2 separate regions of the Triticum aestivum genome follow, and region 2 is linked to region 1. The links are chromatin contacts, called in public HiCAR-type maps. All regions are on one chromosome and are shown on one strand. The core of a region is the stretch at or near the end of the contact, and the rest is flanking DNA. Distances in the headings are between cores, read along the strand shown. Region 1 holds the start of LOC123062747. Region 2 holds the start of LOC123058851 (protein NRT1/ PTR FAMILY 5.10).

Region 1 (7,201 bases), core at 1,570-4,069:
AGTCACAATTGTTAAATATATTATTATTTTCTTTATCTGTGTTGGCGCCTCGCAATCAATATCTTGTCATATCAGGGTGGAAGAGCAACAAAATAAAAACATTGAATGCAATCCCAGCCGAGCAAAAGCCAAGATGGAGATCACCATATCAGTGAAGTCAATAATACTTGTGAAATTTTACCTCTTGTGAAATAGTATTTGCTTATCATTTGGTCTTACTGGCAACTTCAGCTGTTCTGAAATTTATCTCCTGGACAATTAATTTCACTTGGAGCAATCTGTTAAAATTGATTGCATTTTCATGGAAAATAGCATCAAGATTGCATGAGCACATCAATTGATCCTCGGCCAGAATATTTTAGCAGGTCAAGTAACCACGTCAAGGCAAACAAATAGAGCTCATACAGCCAGCCAAATGTAAAAAATACATAATAAAATAAAACGAAACAAAACAGCTGGATTTCTCATGGCCCTCATGGATGGACACTCACACAAATACATCAAAAGAATGCACCACCATCCATAGCTGCGAAAATATCTGGACTTGATAGATCGCCAGTTGACATCTCAATCAAATTAGATTCGATTTATCATTCAGGCGCGGCAACAGAAAGATGGACGCTTACTACACAAATTGGCAAATTATATAACAAGCCAGGAGCGGTCTCTATAGGTAGTAACCAGTACTCTTGTATTACTCCCTCCGTTCCTAAATATTTGTCTTTCTAGACATTTTAAATGACTATTACATACGGATGTATGTAGACATGTTTTAGAGTGTAGATTCACTCATTTTGCTCCGTATGTAGTCACTTGTTGAAATGCCTAGAAAGACAAGTATTTAGGAACGGAGGGAGTATATAACAAGCCAGGAGCGGTCTCTATAGGTAGTAACCAGTAGTCTTGAATAATTTGCTCTTTGATTGAGCGCGTACTAATATAGTACATAGATATCCAGATGTATACTAGAAAATGTACATCAACTCCTGCCAGATAATAGTCCAATGTCCAGCCTGGGGATAACTGCTGGCACCCTACTACTCTAGTTCCCAACAACGATCTCGTCGAAGTTCCAGTCCCTGACAAGATCCCTTGAAACAGCACGGCTCCGTTGAAGGCGAGGAGCACCCTCAATGCCTTGTCCAGTGGCCATTACAGGTGTCACCTTTGAGGTTCCCACACAGTTAGCAGGTCCTGCGGCCAAAATTTTCCGCGATAGGCAGGCAACAGCAGCTCCACACCTGTTTTCCTCCTCTGAGCTTGAGACTGAATAACTTCTGAAAGACTGTGAAGGGCTGCTCATGCCATGGCATACGAGACACGCTAGACTCATGATTGATGGTAGAGCTGAAATTACTGCAACAGAAGAGCCAAGTATCAGAACAATATTTCAGCATAATTGCAAAATTCTATCAACCCAAGGCTTGCGTTGTAGTATCCGATGACAGGCAAAACAAAGAGCCACAGGTGAAGCTCTTATGAGGTCAATGAGGACTGAGATCTCCCTTTTTAGTCACATAACTCATTAACTTGTTGAATTATCTAGAGTCCAGTGAATAATTTGATAATAATCCCCTCATTTCATGACTAATATATTTTGCCTCGCTGTTCGAACTCTCCCTATCAGCTGAACTATTAAGAACAACTCCGGGATGGATTCTGAAACAAACATATCCAAACAAAAATGGCAAGCCCAAGCATTTTCTTTAGCAAAGACTGCTGTTTGAGTAAGCAAAAAAGGAAAGCACATCAGGCAATTCAAATTACTTCCTGAGAATGTTTTATCATAATTATCAGCATCAGTTCCAGATTACATTAGCTCAACCATTGGAAAACGGCAATATGTGACTATTAATTAATACGTAATTGATATGCAAGTTCAACAGTTTTGAGTTAATTGACGCAACATCATGCAATCCAGAAAGCAACACAGAAAATAAACCACATAAACAACAGATCTTGGCAGATTGATAAAGAAAAAGGTAATGACAAAATTTTAAGCATATCCTTAAGAGAACTGGTCATCTACCTTGTGGTTAGCACAAGCAAGAAAACTCCATGAAGGGATTAGCGCAATTAGTGGATGTTTTGATAACTGACAAATCCCTAAATTTTCTCCAGCTTTCCTAGAGTGCATCGGTCTCGGAGATTTGCAAATTCAACCAGCGATTAACGGACACTTTGACAACGGACGAATCCCTAAATTTTCTCCAGCTTTCCTAGAGTGCCTTGGCACCGGAGATTTGCAAATTGGGCCCTATATAAATGATGGAGGGAGCACATACTATTTGAGTGACTGGGCATCAGAGTTATTTGGTACAAGCATAAATTATTCCAGCGAAGATGAACATGACGGTTCGACGCCAGTTTTTTTTTTATCAAAACAGGCAAGATAGCATGCAATGCCCCGTTGTTCCCCACGACACTAGAAAACTACCGTCACGACTCTTGGAAAAATTCGCAATCAAAATTTTGAGAGACCCAACTAGAGGCGGGTCTAGATGGTGCGCGGGTGCGAGCGACGCACCCATAGATTGTGGAAGTCGGGTGGGGTTTCAACGAATCACTGGGCAAAAACAAGATCATACCTGAAAACCCCCCAATGCTCAAAATCGCGGACGGGGCGGAGACAGCAGGGACGCGACGAGGAGGAACGGGAACGGAGACGGCGGCGGGGGTTGGGAGGGGGGACAATCGAGGGCGTCGGCGGTGAGGCGGAGGTACGGCCGGCGTTAGAGATGTAGGTCAGGACCCTCGGGGTAGGAAGGGGAAGAGAGGAGACGAGACAGGCTCGGAGGAAATTTGCCAACAAAAAGAAACAGGTCCGGTTGGGAGCAGCCATTATAATTTGTCCCACCGCAAAATCGGGGAACAGCCACATGTGGGCTGTTAATGGGCCTTGGCTGGTTGGTAGCGTGTTGTCGGGTCAAAGGCAAACAGCGTCGCCAGAGCTAATTTTCTAGTCAGAGCTGTATCTCGCTCAACGCGAGATGGAAGCTCGTCTCTCCCGTCATTGCTTAGCCGGCCCGCATTGGTGTTCTTTTTTTGTTCGCTGGCTTCTGACCGCACTGCTGTTCATTGAGTTGGTCCGTTTTTCTTTCGGTTCTCTTTGTTTCTTCATGGTTTATTTATTTTTCAGACTTACTTCTTAACCGGGTTTTTTATTTCTTTCTCAGTTTCACTGAGTTTTTCCGTACGATTTCTTCGGTTCCTCTGTTTCTTTCTTGGTTGTGCTGGGTTTTTTTTTGCTTCATTTATCTTCAGGTTTTATTTCATTTTTTGGTTTTCTTTGTTTTTATTACTTTCTCAGTTTTCATTGTTTTCATTCTTTTTTAAAGGTTTCTCCATTTCTCTTTGTTTATTTATCTATTTTTATTGGTCACTTTTTCGTTCAACACATGTCCATTTTTTCAATACACAGTGTAAACTATTAGTGTATACATGAAATTTTTTGTTGATACATGTTGCACTTTTTTTGAAAATAAGATGTATATTTTAAAAGTATATATTTTGAAGACTTGTTTGAATACATAGTTTACATTTTGGCAAATATATGTTTTGATGTCTATTTTTCCCATACAAATTCTACATTTTTTGTATACATAAGAATTGTTTCCTTACACATGCTTAACATTTTACAAATATGTGATTAACATTGTTTCATATATGATGTCTACATTTTTATACATATGAGGCATTGTGCATAGATATTAAACATTTTTGTACACGTTTAAATTTTCTATACATGCTTAACATTTTATTCATACACATTATACATTTTTTTTGTATACTATGCAAACATTTTTTGCATTTTGTAAGCATTTTTAAAAATAGCAGGAACATTTTTTATTGTCAAAAACATTTTTTGAAGCGTATCACATTTTTTACAATCGCGCTAACAGTTTTATTATTATTATGTTAACATTTTCAAATTTGCAGTTTGAAATGTCTTTAAGTAAATATAATTTTCTGAAATCCGTGCATTCAGAATATTTTCTAAAAGATGGACAAAAAAGAAGAACGACAAAAGCCACGATTTACCTATGCAATCGAGGGCGAGCCGCGAGGGACCGAGCTGTGATATTTGTTGGGTGGGCGGAGCCCATGTATTGTGCGCTTGAAGAGAGTGCTTTCTTTCAACTCGTGGCAAGAGAGACATAGGGGTTGTTTGGATTATGCCCATGCCAGCCTGCCAACTCGTGGGCACGCCAAAAACTTGGCGAACGTTTTGCTCGCTCACGTCTCAGCCAAGTATTGGCGTGAAAATGAACTGCAGACTAGACGCGAACCAAATAGTTGGCGTCCATCCAAATACATGGCTTCCGGCACGAAACCAAACATGCCCATAGCACTACCCTTATTTTCTCACACGTTGCGAGTTGTAACTCAGTCTCGCCTCACGACGCAAGGGAGTGGACCGCCCCCAGTTACACTTCGGCTTGGTTTCTTCTCTGTGTGTGTTTTTCTTACCAGCTTTTCTATTTTTTTTGTTTTTCATTTTTTTTGTTTTCCGATTTTCTTGTGTTCCTTCACTGGGTTTCTTCCTTTGACCTTTTCTTTTTCTTCTTTCAACTCATGTATATATTTTTAATACACTTTTTTACATTTTTGTCATACATATGGTTTTTTATACACATTGAACATTTTACAAATACATGATGCATAATTTATTCACATACTACTTGTTAGATCTATGTTAAACATTTTTCGAATGCATGTTGAATATTTTTTTAAAACTACGAGAAAATTTGCTTCAGGCTACAAACCTTGATCTTCAAGGCCCAGCCGATATTCATGCATTACATATTAGCCCAGATACCTATATTTAACCCTTACTAAATCTAAGGATCCACGAGGGCTATTGTATTACAAAGAGATGGAGATTGGATGGTGATGGTGTAGACGAATGATGATGATGCCGCAGTGAAGCCCTTCTATCGACTCCCCTTTGGATTTCTTCCGGAGGCCAGGGTTCTTTGTTCTGGAGTAGTTTTTGATGGCTGTAGTCTGTAGACGTCCGATCCTCGATACGATCGTGTGGGTAGAAGTATTGGAACAGGGGTGACAATGACAATATGTACGACCGGCAGTACGAGTGTGCGTGATTATACCAAACACCGTCGATCGCTACGAACCCTTTTGTTGCATTTTTCTTCTCTATTTTCGTTCTTTCTTTTTACGGCAGTCTTTTATCGTCCCAATTAACATGATTTTGACACCATATCCTTGGGATTCTTTCCTTGTGCCACAAAATACCTCCGTTGATGAAATCCCGACGAAAATAGATAGAAGGGTACGGGAACGCGGTTAAATCGTGAAAAACCTAACACCCAAAAAAAGACGTATTTTTACGCAAAAAATGGACTCGTTACCCTCCACCCATGGGCTACGCCTCGACCCCGTACAGTGGCGACCCTCCAGGCAGGGGCGCACTCACCTTGAGGCGGCAGAACCTTGAAGGAGCGACAGGAACGCTACACCGACAATAACACATGATTCGGGTCAAGGGAGGAGATCAGGAGAAGGAGGAAACATGGGGGAGATGAAGGGGTGCACCGCCCCATGGCCGCTTACTCATGGGCTAGCCTTTGGCCGACGGGACGACGCGGGGGCAAGCAAATCTAAAAATCTAAAATGTGGTAGTAATTTGTAATTTACTGGTGACTCACATGATGCATGTCGCAGTCAAATCTGAAGCCATGATGGTAGCTCCGTGACAGAGAGACATGCTACTCTTTTTCCTGGAATCACAGAGACTGCTGACCGTGAGGTAATTAACTACGGAAATACTTCACGCACGACGTTCGGCGGGACGACACTCGCACGACGTTAATTCAACAGTCTGCTGTTGTGGTGTAATACTTTTTTTTGCGGCTTGATGTCGTCCGTGTAGCGGTGCTCAATCAACTATGCAGCCAGGCACATCATTTCTGCCTTTTATTATATGTTTATTATATATACATCAACAAAAAAGAACAAAATGTATTTTTATTCAAGCAAACAGCTCAAAAAGGAAAGAAAATCGATTTTTTTTATAGTGATACATGTCTCATTCATATCATAAAAAACAAAGTATAAGTTACGTAAAGACCGACAAGACAAAACTGAAAACATAGTAGAACTTCTCTGAGCTTGACACCAACGCTCATCACCTACCTCCGGCATCATCACAGCAGTCATTGAAGAAAAGAATGACGAATCACCACCTCACCCGAGCTTGAACTAGTGGTGATTCGTCAAATAATTTAGTGTAAAATAGTTCGAGCTCTGTAACCTAGTACAAATAATTTTACATTAAATTTGAACTAGCTCTACACGCTAGTTCAAATAGTTTTACACTAATCTTGAACTAGGTTATGCAGCTTTTACGCTAGTTCAAATTATTTGTATTAGGTTATAGAGTTAGTTCAACTCTAGTGTATAATTATTTGTACTAGGTTATGCAGCTTTGCAGACCTCCAAGGTGGCTCACCAAAAATGAAGCCCTTGCCGTTGAACGAATCTGACAGGGTAACACCCTGGACACGTCATCGAACTCCAGATCTGGCACCCCACCACGACTAAGACGCCGAAGGAGGAAACCATACATGCCATCCATGAACCGCGAGTCCAGCATATGTTCTGTCTTACAGATGTCGTCGATGCAGACCACAATCTGCATCTGCTCCTGGACTACCTCCCAAGCTCCGCGCCGACGGTGGAGCAAACGTCGTCGCAACGGCAGAGCCCGAGGACACAGGTCCACCACGAGGATGCCGCCGCCGTCACGCCATCCTTACTTGAACAGACTGGTTTTCAAATCCATTCCCAACCATAGGATCGATGGCCTTGTCAAGGAAGAATCTAAAGAATATTTATTCAGCGTCGTCATCGTTGCCACCGAAGCAAAGACAATGAACAATCTAAAAACCTAAACTACGAGGGAGTAAAATTAATCCATACGCATGAATCCGGCAGCCCCTCGCCACCGACGACCGAGGTCACCGGCGGAGGGGGGCCGCCGAAGAACGGCGGTGGAAGATCAGCCTCTCCTGGCGCCGTCAGGGAGAGGAAAACGTATCGCTGGTTCCTGGGCGTTGTACTTGGAAAGAAAACAGATCAGAAAGCTGCAAATCGCTGCTACTACTGTTGAAGCAAGCACTCCTACGTGCTTGTCCGTTTCGGGGAAGGCGGATGAGGAAAGAGCCTGTCCGGTGTCCGA
Region 2 (7,201 bases), core at 1,956-4,455, 260 kb after region 1:
AGTGATCATTATAGTTTTGCGAGAGTAAATTTGCTATCATCCTTTTGGCAGTGTCATGAGGTTAAAGAGTTTTATGTCCTCGCATATCTGATTAGCCGGATTTGATGAGTTTATATTGTTGTGTCAAACTTTTTTTGTTGGTCTGGTTCTTCGTGGAGATGAAATCTTGCATCGACACCATGGTGAAGATGTAGTGATTCGACGGTCTGCACTTGTAGGGGGTCATCCCCCGTCCAAGTACGTTCATCGATAAAGGCTTCCCGTCTTTTTGGATGGACGACTCATGGCGCTTTTAAAAACCATTATTAGTAATGTTCGTGCGAGTGAAAAAGTGACATCATCGTTGCTCCAATCCAATTACAGCTTTGTTACTGAAGTCTTTGGAGTATTTCTTCGAGAAGAGATTGATACCACGAAGGTGTTTTCAAGAGATTTTATTGTAATTCTTAGTCATAAGAGTTACTTTGTATTTTTTTGGATGTTAGGTCCAAATTAATGTATTTGTAATTGTTATGAGTATGAATAAAGTTACAGATGTTTCTAAAAAAAAACCTCGTCCATTAGAAAATTGTCTCGGACAAAAGAACCTCGTCCATTATTCTGCGAAATTAAAAATAAAGGATAGATTCTTTGGTTTTAGGAAAGTAAAAGTCTAACTGGTAGTACTGGTGAGTACTGAAGGCCTACTAGTGAGTACACTTATATCCCAAAAGAAAGAAAAACTAATAATGCTAATACATGATGCAAGCAGCAGCTCTGTTAACGTTTCCATTGGCCGGCAGGAGTGTGTTTAAGGCCTGCCGAACGTAGCACTTCGCAAAATTCCCTCTCAGACGGGGAAGGAATGGACTCCGGCGCGCTCCTGCCTCCGGGTGAGCCGTCAACCAACGGCAAATCCGGCGGCCGCGGCGGATGGCCAGCCGCACTCTTCCTGATAGGTACTCCTCCGTCTGAATTATATTCAACTCTCAAGCAGTCAAACTCCAACAATGACCACAGCTAGCTGTTCCCCCGCGCCATGGCCCTGCAGTGGTGGAGTTCGTGGAGCGCGTCGGCTTCTACGGCGTGCAGGGCAACCTGATCACGTACCTCACCGGCCCGCTGGGTCTGTCCACCGCGTCGGCCGCGGCCGGCGTGAACGCCTGGGCCGGCACCGCGTCGATGCTGCCGCTGCTCGGCGCGCTCGCCGCCGACTCCTGGATCGGCCGGTACCGGGCCATCGTGGCCGCCGGCGTCCTCTACCTCGTGGTTGGTTGGTGAACCCGCTCTCAGTTTTTTGACGTTTTGTCTGTTTTTTAGCTCCCTCCACGATCGTCCATTTGCCGTCTGTTTCATTTCTGAAATATTATAGGTTGAAACGGTAGGTTTACCATCGTTTTCTTAATTTTCAGTGCGTGTGACATCACTGCTACGTCGCTTTTATGCGCGACTGTGATGTTAATCATTTGTGTTGTCGAATTGGATCTTTAATTCTTTACACAAGGAATTTAGGATCATGGTGGCATCTTTATATGACGAGATTGGATCTGTTCCTAACATTTTAGGCCTAAAATGACAAAAGCATACGCTTGTCCTGAAATCGACATTGTCTGAACCTAGTTATTCAGTTCAGCACAGTTCAGTGAATAATTGTACATACCAGCAGCTCAAAACAGTATAAACTACGTTATGGACAGAGCTTTGGGATGCTGACGGTCTCATCCATGGTGCCACCACGTCAACCTCAACCAGCGGCATCCCCTCCCCGCGCGGCGTTCTTCTACGCCACGATCTACGTGGTGGCGCTGGCGCAGGGCTTCCACAAGCCCAACGCGCAGGCCCTAGGCGCGGACCAGTTCCCCCGGAGCTCCCCGGACAGCATCGCGTCCCGGAGCTCTTTCTTCAACTGGCTCCACTTCTCCATGTCGTGGGGCTTCATCGTCGCCGTCGTCGCGCTGAGCTACGTGCAGGACAACGTCGGCTGGGCCGCCGGGTTCGGCGTGTGCTGGGCCATGATGCTCGTGTCCCTGTCCATGTTCTTGCTCGGCACGGGCACGTACCGTGTCACGGAGCAGCCGCGCGACCGCCGTGCTCTCGCGCGGCTCACGAAAACGTTGGCTGCCACGGCGCGTACATGGACGGACATGGTCTTTCGCCGCAGCGACGGCGCCATGGACGGTGAATGGTAAGTTCGATGTCCATTTATTATATGATGCCACGCTGCAGGTGCCATTACCGTAATTAACCTACGTTTATGCCGGTGCAGTTTACTGAGGCCAAAAGAGCAGGAAGGCAAGGGGGTCATGGTGAAGCTGCTTCCGATATGGATGACCAGCGTCGTGTACGCAATGGTGGTCGTGCAGGTGTCCACTCTGTTCACCAAGCAGGGCAGCACCATGGACCGGCGCATCGGCGCGGCCACAGGCCTAGTCGTGCCCCCGGCGGCGCTGCAGAGCTTCGTCGGCCTCGCCATCATCGCCTCCGTCCCCATCTACGACCGCGCCTTCGTGCCCCTCGCTCGGCGCGTCACCAAGCACCCCTCCGGGATCACCATGCTCCAGCGCATCGGCGCCGGCATGGCCATCGCGTCCGTCGCCATGGCCGTGGCAGCGCTCGTGGAAGCCGCGCGCCTCCGCGCGGCGAGGGACGCCGGCCTGGTCGACAGTCCGGGGATGGCGGTGCCGATGAGCCTGTGGTGGATGGTGCCGCAGTACGTGCTGCTGGGCCTCGCCAACGTGTTCACCATGGTGGGCCTGGAGGAGTTCTTCTACGACCAGGTGCCCGACGCGCTCCGGAGCGTGGGGCTCGCGCTCTGCATGAGCATCATGGGCGTGGGGAACTACGCCAGCGGCATGCTCGTCTCGGCGATCGACTGGGCGACGAGGCGCACCGGGGAGAGCTGGTTCTCGGACAACCTCAACCGCGCGCACCTCGACTATTTCTACTGGGTTCTGGCCGGGGTCGCCGCTCTGGAGGTGCTCGTTTTTTTGTATTTCTCCAGGAGATACGACTACACTGACAAACGCGAGCTTGTAACGTAGAAATGCGTCTCATCCCGGAAGAAACAATCGGTCTGCATCTCATGCTTCACTTGGCGGAACATTTCTTGATCTGTACTTCATTCTAATAATACAAAAATAGTTACTGGTTTGATTTAGACAGGCCCCATCTTAATCACGCGAGCCACATGGTGCTAATAAATAGTAGTACTACGATGGGCCGCTGTAATATCTAGGCAGGACGCCCCGCAGACGGAACAAACTGAGTAGATCACGCACCGGCACCACCTCCGGCCGGTAGCCAAGGCACGAAGGATGGAGTCAGGCGGGCCACTCTCACGTTCAGTCCCACGTCGCGACGGCCGCGGCGGCTGGCGCGCCGCGCGCTTCATCGTCGGTAATCTCGCCGATCATTCCCCGCGTTGACTTGCCATGGATGATATATACGTGAAGTCTGAACTGCCATGTCTGCTCCGTGCGTGCAGTCGTCGGCTTCTTGGAGCGCATCGGGTTCAACGGCGTGGAGGGCAACCTGATCACGTACCTCACCGGCCCGCTGGGCATGTCTACCGCGGCCGGCGCCGCCGCCGCGAACGCCTGGTCCGGGACCGTGCTGGTGCTGCCGCTCGTCGGCGCGCTCGCCGCCGACTCGCGCCTGGGGCGCTACCGGGCGGTCTTGCTCGCCGGCGCGCTCTACCTGCTGGTCAGTAGTAGAACTCCGCTCCCTCCTCTGTTCCAAGCATCATATTCATACCCACGACGTGCCTTGATTCCATTGCCATCCAGACCTCTTGCGATGGGAAGGGGACGGAGCCATCCATGTGATGAGGCAGCTAGTCACGCTGAGACCAATAAAATAGTGCTAGTAGTAGTCAAGCAATGCCCGCTGAGAGAAGAAATGAGACGAGGAAAGTAATCAAGCCGTGCAGTTTAAGTTCTAGCAACACGCAATTCGCGCGCACACGCAGCAGCAACAGCAGCACACACGCAGCAGCACGCACGTAGGGCGATGTCGAGATGGCCCCATCTGTGAATCACCCAAGTCCGTTTGAGGGTTCTGCTAGACATGGTTAACTCCTCAAAATAGAAATTTTTGACAAGTTAAAAGTTTTTAAAGGACCGGCTAGAGATGTTTTGCTTTGAAGTTGTTGCAGTTTGTACACTCGCTTGTAACGTTTTCGCGTCCATATTTGACATCGCGTTACTAATGTTGGTGTCTGATGATGAGCAGAGCCTGGGAATGCTGACCGTCTCATCCATGCTGCAAACGCGACAACTTCGTCCGGCCGACTGCCATGGCACAGCCACCACCTGCTCGCCGCCGCCTTCGACATCATCATCACCTGCTCAGCTCGGCTTCTTCTACACCGCGCTCTACCTGCTGGCCCTCGCGCAGGGCTTCCACAAGCCGTGCTCAGAAGCCATGGGCGCGGACCAGTTCGATTCCCGTGCGGGCGCGTCCCGGAGCTCCTACTTCAACTGGTTCCACTTCTCCATCTCGTGGGGCTACGCCATCGCGGCGACCGCGGTCACCTATGTCGAAGAGAACGTCGGCTGGACGGTAGGGTTCGCCGCGTGCTGGGCCATCATGGTGGTGTACCTCGTTGTCTTCTTGCTTGGCAAGCGGACGTACCGGGTAGAGCGGCCCGTGGACGGCAGTTCCTTCGGGCGGCTCGCCGAGAAGTTCGTCTTTTCTCGACGTGATGCCACCATTGACACCCAACGGTGAGCGCGTGCGAGTGCAAATTGACCTGTTGACTGGCAGATGGCATCACAGTGAGCACTGACGGCTGTGTCTACTTGTGCAGGCTTTTGGAGACAAATCAGGACGGGTTCCTCGTTAAGCTGCTTCCTATCTGGCTGTCAAGCTTAGTGTTTGCCGCGTGCATCTCGCAGATCACCACCCTATTCACCAAGCAGGGCAGCACGATGGACCGGCGTCTAGGCGGGGCCACGGGCCTCGTCGTGCCGCCCGCGGCGCTGCGGCGCTGCATCAGCTTCACATTCATCGCCATGGTCCCTGTCTACGACCGTGCAATTGTACCGTTCGTGAGGCGCCTCACCGGGCACCCCGGTGGAATCACCATGCTCCAGCGCATCGGCGCCGGGATGGTCACGGCCTGCATCACCATGGTCGTCGCAGCGCTCGTGGAAGCCAAGCGCCTCCGTGTGGCCAAGGACGCGGGCCTGCTCGACCTGCCGGACGTGGCGGTGCCGATGAGCCTATGCTGGCTGGTACCGCAGTACGTCCTTATCGGCCTCGCGGAGGTGTTCAGCTACATCGGACTGGAGGAGTTCTTCTACGACCAGGTGCCGGACGCGCTCCGCAGCGTGGGGCTGGCACTGTCCCTGAGCATCTTCGGCATGGGGAGCTACGCTAGCGGCATGCTCGTGTGGGCGATCGACTGGGCCACGACGAGGGGCGGGGGAGAGAGCTGGTTCTCCGACAACCTCAACCGTGCGCACCTCGATTACTTCTATTGGATCCTGGCCGGCCTCGGCACTTTAGAGGTGGTCGTGTTCTTGTACTTTGCAAAACAATATGCCTACCGAGACAAACCTGAGTAATGATTCGTACATCCTCCATCAGTTTCACGAGTATTTGGCATTTTCCAACCGACGCCTAATATCATTTACCCTTCGTTAGGCACCTATTAGTTTTTTTTAAAAAAACTAAATTACACTAATAGGGCAAATGGTTATTTTGGTGTTAAAAGTTGCGGTATACATAATGGGAGAAATGGTTACTTTGGTGTTAAAAGTTCCGGTATACATCGCAGTGGTAAAACTTGGCTGGACATGCAAATACTTTGCTTACCGTGTTTGTATACAAAAAATCTGCACTGACCAGGCCCATGAGGCCGGCTGTCAGCCACAGGACCGGGAGAAGGATTGTGTGGCCTCAGTTTTTGGACAAACTCGTTGGATTTTCTTCTTCCTCACAAAAACCCCTATGGATGTGGCATTTTTTACCGATGGCTAACACAAAAGGTATACTTCACCCTTCTGTTGGAATGACTTATATAGATAGCTTTTGGAGGTCGAGCTCCATGGAGACCTCCATTTGCAAAATTCATCAAAAAAAAAAATTACGTTTTAAAAAATTCAGAAAAAAATGTCGATATATATGGAGGCAGAATGCACATGTGTGTAAAATTTCGGAACAAATACATTGTAATGAGGGCTGTGGAAAAAAAAACCCAGGGGCTTTTCAACACATGATACTTTACGTCCTCGAAGTCCATGATTTTTTTTGTACATGTCACATTTCAAGGTATTTCATCTTGAATTGCACACACATATACATTTCATCCTTGTATGCTTGCATATTTTAACCATTTTTTCTTTAATAGAAAAAGTACACATGCCTTATATTAAAAATATTTATGAATATTCATCTGGGTATAATTTGTACACATACCTTATATTGAAAAAATATAATTTAAATATTAGACAAGATTGAATATTCATGTCGATAGTTTAAATCTTAAATTATGAATATTTGTAAATATAATAATATTGAAATATGCAAATGTGCATATAATTATTGAAATGATTGTATAATTAAATAATATTTTGAATTGTAATATATATTTAAAATTTTCAAACATTTTCATAATTCAAAAAAAATTGAAATATATGAATACTTTTAAAATAATACATGAACAATTTTACAAATAAGTCAGATAAAAACAGACGCGTGTTCATTTAAATCATCGCGTTGGGTCGTCTTTTCTGCCCGTTTCAACCCAAACAGCACGCACGGACGAATTGGATCAGCGCGTCGAAGTTGCTCTTATCTTTGTCTTCCTCCCGGCCGCTAGCCTTAGCCAACTAATGGCAACTGACAACAACCTCAGCAAAGTGCCTCTCCCCATGCAACCCGTGTCGGTAAGCAACGGTGTAGCCAGGATTGGCTGATGCCCTGGGCCAAAAGTGAAGGGCCAATTTTTTTCTCAAAAACTACTACAGTTTTAAGGCATACCAAAAGGAACGCTCATTTGCAACCGATCAAAATCTGAAGACAATATTTAATAGTGCTTCACCTGATAATGTAACACATAACAAAAGACAATATGAAGGATAAATAATACAAAAGAGGGTACCAAATCGAAGGGTTGTTTGATTTTAGCTTCCCGCGGTTACATATTCAATAGTAACAGATGATTCATCTTCAAGTATAAAATTTGGTATGCAAGTCAGTGCATAGAAAGCAAGTAAAA

What was found. HiCAR-type assays count read pairs that join an accessible place to other places.
Region 2: a HiCAR-type map of leaf shows a contact between it and region 1, with 4 times the contacts expected there. The contact joins the promoter of LOC123058851 here to the promoter of LOC123062747 in region 1. A contact is called at or near these places in 2 of 5 Hi-C or Micro-C datasets (leaf and an unstated tissue) and 1 of 1 datasets of contacts at active chromatin or transcription factors (leaf).

What each region holds. Positions count from the first base shown.
Region 1 is chr3A:632,309,888-632,317,088 of IWGSC CS RefSeq v2.1, forward strand. LOC123062747 reads right to left here and starts at 2,820. Exons shown (of 2, transcript XM_044486396.1): 1 at 2,589-2,820; 2 at 885-1,356. The coding sequence starts at 1,333. The coding sequence ends at 1,043. It overlaps LOC123062746 (zinc finger protein STOP1 homolog), which reads left to right. Exons shown (of 2, transcript XM_044486395.1): 2 at 1-35.
Region 2 is chr3A:632,572,982-632,580,182 of IWGSC CS RefSeq v2.1, forward strand. It overlaps LOC123058851 (protein NRT1/ PTR FAMILY 5.10), which reads left to right and starts at 3,206. Exons shown (of 4, transcript XM_044481531.1): 1 at 3,206-3,375; 2 at 3,464-3,681; 3 at 4,210-4,703; 4 at 4,787-5,557. The coding sequence starts at 3,294. The coding sequence ends at 5,546. LOC123057051 (protein NRT1/ PTR FAMILY 5.10) reads left to right here. Exons shown (of 7, transcript XM_044480221.1): 5 at 1,000-1,248; 6 at 1,677-2,164; 7 at 2,246-3,088. The coding sequence ends at 3,020.